2 separate regions of the Mus musculus genome follow, and region 1 is linked to region 2. A link is a contact called in public HiChIP or PLAC-seq data. All regions are on one chromosome and are shown on one strand. Each heading gives the region's core, a stretch centred on a gene start, on an enhancer-like site or on the middle of the called end of the contact. The rest is flanking DNA. Distances are from core to core; before and after follow the strand shown. Region 1 overlaps Nrp1 (neuropilin 1). Region 2 overlaps Nrp1 (neuropilin 1).

Evidence for each region. HiChIP or PLAC-seq counts read pairs in DNA pulled down with a chosen protein or histone mark.
Region 1: a BATF HiChIP or PLAC-seq map of CD8 T cells shows a contact between it and region 2, with 7 read pairs. The contact joins two enhancer-like sites. A contact is called at or near these places in 1 of 15 datasets of contacts at CTCF or cohesin (CD8 T cells), 8 of 484 Hi-C or Micro-C datasets (ECoMG-derived neutrophils, bone marrow-derived macrophages, liver and 2 more) and 4 of 115 datasets of contacts at active chromatin or transcription factors (CD8 T cells, the HPC-7 cell line, regulatory T cells and 1 more).

What each region holds. Positions count from the first base shown.
Region 1 is chr8:128,486,485-128,490,197 of GRCm38.p6, reverse strand. Nrp1 (neuropilin 1) reads right to left here. Exons shown (of 17, transcript NM_008737.2): 12 at 2,242-2,301. Gm32643 (a long non-coding RNA gene) reads left to right here. Exons shown (of 7, transcript XR_003947627.1): 1 at 1-1,825. Among named protein-coding and RNA genes, the nearest start is that of Gm32643, 4.6 kb to the left of the region's middle. Within about 2 kb of position 1,492, at least 62 of the 459 cell types and tissues checked have an H3K27ac peak or open chromatin away from gene starts, as enhancers often do. A contact at or near this core is called in CD8 T cells, bone marrow-derived macrophages and regulatory T cells, where this site is marked.
Region 2 is chr8:128,389,111-128,392,980 of GRCm38.p6, reverse strand. All of the region lies in intron 2 of Nrp1 (neuropilin 1), which reads right to left. Among named protein-coding and RNA genes, the nearest start is that of Mir1903, 32 kb to the right of the region's middle. Within about 2 kb of position 1,585, at least 39 of the 459 cell types and tissues checked have an H3K27ac peak or open chromatin away from gene starts, as enhancers often do. A contact at or near this core is called in CD8 T cells, bone marrow-derived macrophages and regulatory T cells, where this site is marked.

The DNA of each region.
Region 1 (3,713 bases), core at 243-2,742, 97 kb before region 2:
GATAAATTTCTCTCCTCTATGTGTGTGTGTGTGTATGCACATGTTCATGTATGTGTGTATATCTATGTGTAAGTCAGAGGTCAATTTCAAATGTTATTCTTCAGGCACCATCCATCTTGTGTTTTGTGATTGGCTCTCACTGGGGCCTGGAACTTGCCATGTAGGCCAAGCCTGCTAGTCAGTGAGCCATGGCGATCTGCCTGTCTCTATCTCTGAGCATGCTCCATATACTCTGCTTTTGTGTGGATTCTGATGATGGAACTCAGGAATTCATGCTTGCACAGCAGGGGTAAGTGCTTGCATACACTTACTGAGATACCCACTCAGTTCTTAAAACAGAATCTTAAGATTTTGCTTAGTTTGTAACTGCTCAGGTAAACAGAATTTTGATGAAGACATAGGGTCTGTCTGAGGCCATCTGTGAAGTGTGAGAGGCCTGTAATGCATCAAGTTTTAGGTGTGGTCAGCCTCACCTTGAGCTAGACCTCTGTCTGGAAGCACATTCCATCTCTGTGAGGCCCATGCAGTGACCTAACCAGAAGGTTGCAGTGAACAGATAGCTTTTAAAGGTCAACAGTTCATGACCCTCCAGTGAGGAGCTGAAGACCAGATTTATAACTCAGACAATGGAATAAACAGGAAACCATATAGACATTGTCTATCTCTATGATCAGCCAGGCTGTTAGAACCAGTCTTTGTCTAGATGGTGGTAGTAACAAATCTTATGGATTCATGCGCTGTACACCTGCCCTCTGACTTTGGTGAATGCTAAGATTGGGCTGACAGCCCCTTGTTTATAAGACCTTCACAAGCATGACCAAGAGGTCCTGTTGAAAGCAAATGTGTTATCAAAACCTCTCCTGGTGTGGTCACCATGACTCTCACTTTCATGCTTTTTGAAGATAGCCATGCTCGTTTAATAGAGGAGATGAGAGACTAACGAAGCAGTAGAGAGACTACTTCAGGGTGCTTCTAATCACTTCTGGCAAGAAAAGAAACTAGATGAGCAACTAAAATGTACATGGCGTCATCACAACTTCATATACTCCCTTCATCCTCTTCTGATAGAGGGCCAAAGACAGTATATTGAGAGTCATAGTCCTACAGCTTCACCCCCACAGAGAAGCCCCATTTGCAGACCAGGGCCGTCCTCCTGGTAACAGACAGGGAAGAGTAAAATATCTGCAGACAGACACTGTGACTAAAGTCAAATTACAACAGGTATGAGCAGGAACACAGCATTTGGGGGATTTCCTTTGCCTAACGTCTGAGGGGTTTGGGATGCGGGAGCAAGCGTTTTGTCAGCTGAACTCCTGAAAACTGGGGGAAAGTTCCAAAGAAGTTTGTCTTACAGTTTAATTAGGTCAATGGTAACAGTGGCCTTTAAGGAAGCATGCTAATTAGGGAAGTCCTTTCTAGTCCTCTGTGAGGCAGTCAGTGTGGAGGAAACACCGATACACACCACACGGTCCATTAATAAATGACTGCAGAGGCCAAGGCTGAGTGAACTTCAATAAAGGAAATGGAAGAATCTGGGAAGCTGACCCTCTCACCTTCCTCTAATGATTAACTCTAAAGTATTTAAAAAAAAAAAAAAAACCTCTGGTTGCTTATACAACTGCTTCCCTTCATGTGAGTCTGTGGGGAAGAATGTCACAGAATACTAACAGAAAACAAAAGAGGGCAGCCTTTGATAACCCGCACGCACGGTTGGGCGGACAGAGTCCTTGGGTTTTCCTCTGAGCTAAAGGATAAGGGGGATGCTCCCAGGGTGTTTCTCAGCCCGGGCACAGTGTAAACCTTGGTTTCCTGAGCCAGTCTTGTGGTAAGTGCTGTTGTAAAACTGCCAACTCTGTGGCAGGCACAACAGACAAACTTTGCGCTTCTTGATTTTGCAGAATGGTGATGAAAATAAATAGTTAGGCTGTGGCTTGTGAGATTTCTTTCCTTCTTCTAGTTTGCAAACACAGGCCACATCAGAGCTGTGCTGTAATTAAACAAAGTATGTCTCTCAATTCCCTGGGGGGAGGGGGGTAGCTGGGACATGTCATTCAGCAATGACTGATGAGGAAGGGAACCCTGTTCATTGGGGCTTACTGGGTACCAAAAGCATGTGGCTTTTACAGCTTTGCTGTTCTCCTAGGCCTTTAGAGCAACTGAAGCCAGGAAGCTCAGTGATGCTATTTTGGTAAGTGGGATTGGAAGGGGTACATGGAATATAGACACATTAGATTTTGATACCTGATTGGATGGTGCTGTCTATAATGGTTGGCTTCTCTGTGGCCAGGACAGTGGTGCCTCCTGAAAAATAAGAGCAGCGGCATACCAAAATAAGAAAACAGAGGCAGTGTGCAACAATGTTTCAAGCTCACATCTCTAGACATTTCTCACAGAAAACTCTTACTTTAGTTCCTTCCAGGACCAATCACATTTGACTGAATCTTAGTCTATCTAATTCAAACAACATTACCATAAGATTGTTTTAATTTTATGCATGCTATGTTTTGTGTATGTTTACATGTGTGTGAAGATTTGCATTAAGTGTGCAGGAGCATGTGCATGTGGATGTTAGAAGATAATCTGCGGTGTCATGTCAGAAATATCACTTGGCTCCTTTGAAACAGGGTTACACAAGTAGGCTAGATTGGCTGGCTAGTGAGTCCCAGGGACCCATTATCTACCTACAAGCTTGTACTATACTCAGCTTTGTGTGTGTGTGTGTGTGTGTGTGTGTGTGTGTGTGTGTGTGTGTGTATTCTAGGGGCTGACTTCAGGTCCTTAGGCTTGACAGGAAGCCCCTTATCAACTGATCCATAGTCCCAACTCTAACAGCTTTACTTAAAAAAAAAAAAAACCTTACACATTTGCTTTACAATTTTTTAAATGAACAAATAAAGATTTTCTCTATGTTGTACAATATCACACATACACACTAATGTGCTAATTAGCAAATGCATTACCTGCACCTCTCTTCTTTACTGGTTATGGTAGTGAAAACTCTCATAGTGATTTTCAAGTATGCCTTATATCCTAGCATGTTTTATCATAAAGCATCCAGAAGGCATGAGGAGTTGGGGACTTTATGCTAGGGCTAAATGCAGCATTCTGTTTCAACAGTGAAATGCCAGGGCTCTACCCTTCTCACTGACTTAAGTATTAAACTTGACCTATACCTTGAAGCATCCAATAGTTTCTAGAGTTTGAAAAGTGTGCCTTCAGGGAAGTCATGAGGTCAGTCCCCATGAGGTATTTTTAAAACTGAAGGTTTAAAATGGATGGCCATGGTTCTTCCTGCTTCATTCTTTCCTATGGCATAGCTGTTTATTTTTTTCCAAGAACAAATATTCTGCTCAGAATGTTTTGGAGAAGTGGTGGAAGGTATCTGAAGGCAAAGGGGATAAACACTTTGTCCCAATCCCAAGGGACTTGAGGATTGAACGGTAATTATGTGAATTCTTTCAGCTTTGATTCAGCCTGGGACTTCCTTGGGAATCTCTGTCAGGGGATGGGTTGTAGTCTTTTACAGACTTTAACTTTCTTCTGCGTGGTTGTTCTGCCTTCCCCACTCACCATCAGTCTAGGCTGTTCTAAGTAGTGTTCTCTCACTCTGTGTGTGTGTGGTTCTTGCATATGAGGATACATTCATATCTATACACGTGTGTCAGTGTGTCCATGAATGTGTGTGATACAATATACAGAAGCAACAGGTTAAT
Region 2 (3,870 bases), core at 336-2,835:
ACATTTTTCAAGTGTCCCACAGTTGTAATGGAATTGGAAATGCTTAGGTTTTCATCTTGAAAACGACTTCCTAAAGCCATCACTGTAAACACGTTATGGATCTGTTCTGAAGAAAAGCTGCCATGCCTTTGTGTTTATGAGGCAATGACTGCCAAGCAAAGGCCATAGGAAAGTGTGGCATATGAGAAGATGGCTTCCCTGTGGTTCAAACAGAGATGGAGGGAACTACCCCCTGAGTCACTGGAGTGACAGAAAAACTGAACCCCAATAAATCATCATTTGGCCTCTGGCACCACTCTCAAAGTATTGGGGAGAATGTGGGTTTTAGATAAAAATAAGGAAAAAGGATTTTTTTCATTGATGTTCCCCCACAAAATATTGTATTTGGAAGATTCAATATTAAATAGCTGTCCTATCAGTAGCTAAAATGAATTAAATACACAAACAAACCAAAACCTCCAGCAGTTTAAGGAAAATGACTAAAAGGTTGTCTACTGAACTAAACTCAAGGGTTAATAACAAGTAAAACTACCCAAGAACGAGTTTCTACAAGATACAGTCATCCACCGGCATGGTCTGAGTAGATGGGACTGGCCGGCAGGGTTCATTAATATGAGATCAGTGGTTAGGTTGGATTAGTTTGAGACTGGTGAGTTAGCTTGGCTTAGCATGGGTTTGGTATTTTCACTGGGTTAGTCCAGGTAGGCTGTTAGTGTAGATTGCAATAATACAACTTTCAGTACTAAATATCTTTGGCAACACTTTCCTAGTCAAAGGATAGAACAAGTTAGAAGTCTTTGAGGGTCATTGTTCCTGCTGGGTCCTTAGCTATCCCACTGAGGAGGGGACTAGCATTAGGCAGAAAGAACTACATGATGCTGGAAGCTGAAAGGCATCCTGACCTTCAGGCCTAGCAATAGATTTAATTGCTCAGGCACCTTTGTCTCCTTCCTTTTCAGCTAGTTTAAATAGAGTTATGAAAGGGCCTCTTTTATTGTTATCCTGCTCCTCCCACCCAGTTCAGTCTGGAACCATCCAGAATGGGCAGTACTTTGTCATAAAGATGGTATGATGTCTGTTTGCATCATAGGACTTCTGGATTCACAGGAGGCACTTGGAAGGACCTATCCTTCCAAGCTAGAACTGTTGGGACATGGCACAGTAGGCTTTCTCACCTTAAGGGACAGATAGCTGATACCCACATACCATGCAAGGCTTTGCACAGAGGGGCATTTGGCCAGAGTTATAGAGTTCCCAGAAGGCACTAGGACACCACACCCCAGTAAGATCAGCAGCATGCAATTTAAACAAAGAAAAGGTTCTTTTCACTCAGCACTTCGCATACTCTACACACAGATCTTTTTTCCTGGTGCCATGTAATTTGTGACAAGTTTAGTAAGACTGTGGCCTGACTAGGCACAGCAGCATACAGAGGGGAAGTGCCTCACTTGATCCTGGTTTCTACAACCCACAAGCTGTGAGTCTCTTGTTTTTGTAGGACATTGTGGTGGCTTGAATGAACTCTGTCTCCCACTGGCTCCAGTATTTGAACACTTGGTTTCCAGTCGATGGTGTTGTTTTTCAAGGTAGTGCAACCTTGCCGGAGGAAGCACACCACTGAGGTTGGGCTTTGACAGTTCACTACTTCACCCCACATTCTGTTTTCTCTCTCTGCTTGGTGTTTCAGGTTGAAGATATGATCTCTCAGCTTCCTGTTATAGCTACATTCGGCCAACTCCCTCAACTCTCTTTATGGACTCTTCCTCTGGAGTCATGAGCCAAAATAGACTGTTCCATACATTGTCTTGGTCACAATGTTTTATCACAGCAGCAGAAAGTAGTCAATACATATGCAGACAGGGATGATTCTGCAACATTACTTGGGACTTTGTGAATTTTACTTCCTGCCTCTTTTGTCAGGTGTTCTAAGAAAATGACTCTTCCTTCAAGCCATGGAGTTTGAGGGTGGAGATTTGCTGACCATACCCTGGTGATTTGCTGAGATCTTGTACTAGGTATTTCTCCATGGCCTTAGGTGTCCTAATCTTTGTGATTGCTGGAGTATTGTAGTCATCTGGGATATGTCCTCATAGCCCTAGGTACCTGTCCCCTTGGTGATTACTGGGGTATTGCAATCAGCTGGGATATGTCCTCATACCCCTAGGAAATCAGATTCTTTTTTTGTTCTTAAAAAAATGTTTCTTGGAGCTTTTCTCTTAGGAAACTGGTGCCATGTTTTCTGTTGATCATACAAATCAACTATTTTCAGTGAAATTATTTGCCAGATCTCCTGCCCTTGTGCCCAATTTAATCCCAACAACACACACCCATATTATTTGAAGACCTTGAGATTCTCAGGACACTTTTTCAGTTGGTGAAAGGTTACTTCTAAGACAACATCATCTTATCTCACTAGCAGCATATGGAACACACATTAAATTTATTTCTCCCCTAGATGAGTGGGGACTCCTTGTACAATGGCCTTATAGTCTCTGCTTCACTGGGACTTATCTATCACCCGGGCAACATGGGCTTCAGGGATGTAAAGAATGGATGTACACAGCTGGCTCCCAGCCCCCATATTGTCTTAGGCCCATTCCTCACAACCCACTCTGGAACCTGAGAAATGCTTCATGAATTTTCAGCTTGAAACTGAAAGGCCCACTGACAGTATATAATGCCTGAGCTACCAACATCTCCCTGTGCTTCTGTCTTGCAACAAACTTTTGAGGATTAAGGCTTATATTTATTCACAGTCCACTAGGCACACTGTAGACTCCATATAGACACAGCTCCTACATTATCCTAGGTATGAGTTGGAATATATCTAGAATCTAAGTTCCCTATTCTTTAAACTAAACAAAACCACCCTCTGCCACAGCTATTACCATCACTGTTATTGACGTCTGCTACTCATTGAACAGTCCCTTGTGCTGGGAATTTCTCTAGGCACTCTTGCTGAATGATCTCATGTTTTAAATTTTTTATTTATGATTTATTTTTATTTTTTATGTGTATGGGTGTTTTGCTGCATGTATAGCTGTGTTCCATGTGCATGCCTGGTGCCAGAAGACAGTGTCAGATCTCCTAAGACTGGAGTAACAGATCTTGTGAGCTACCGTGTGGGTAGCTAGATATTGAAAATGGGTCTTCTTGCAGAGCAGCCAGTGCTACTAACCACTGAGATTTCTCTTCAGCCCCTGAATAATCTCATTTTATATTCCAGTCACCTCAAAAGCCAGGTACTATATTTAGCACCACCTTGAAAGCAAAAGGGCTTTGGGGTGTTCCATGTCCCACAGTCTCAGCATGAGCAACTCATGGTTTGGGCTCTGAAAACCATACCATACTTCAACTGAACCTGCATTACCTTCTCCTCACAGTAGTGACAACCTGCACCGAAGAGTCACCCCTCCTTCCACAGCCCCAGTCCTCCTAAGCAGGACTATCAGTCCAGAACGATAGATACAGCACACTTACTGTGGGACAGACTGCTGCAGGTTCCTTAGTCCCTTCTGTTCACCAGAAATGTCTCTAATCCTTGCCCAAGATCCATCCCAAGGTTTCCATGCGCAATGACCAAGACTGTTTTATCTATTCCCCTCTTCTCCCTCCGTCCCTCTTCCTCCTGTTCTCCCTCCCCCTCCCTCTTCCTTCCCCATCTGGTGTGTTCAGACACACTTGCATGTGCATGTAAGTATAAGTGTCATTTTTCAGGAAACACCCATCCTGTTTTTTGAGACAAGGTCTCTACCTGAGCTGACTATACCAGCCTCAGAGTAAGACCAACCAGCCTCAGAGACCTTCCTGTCTCCACTTCCTAAGTGTTGAGATCACAAATACGCACCATCATATTCTATATGGGTTTAC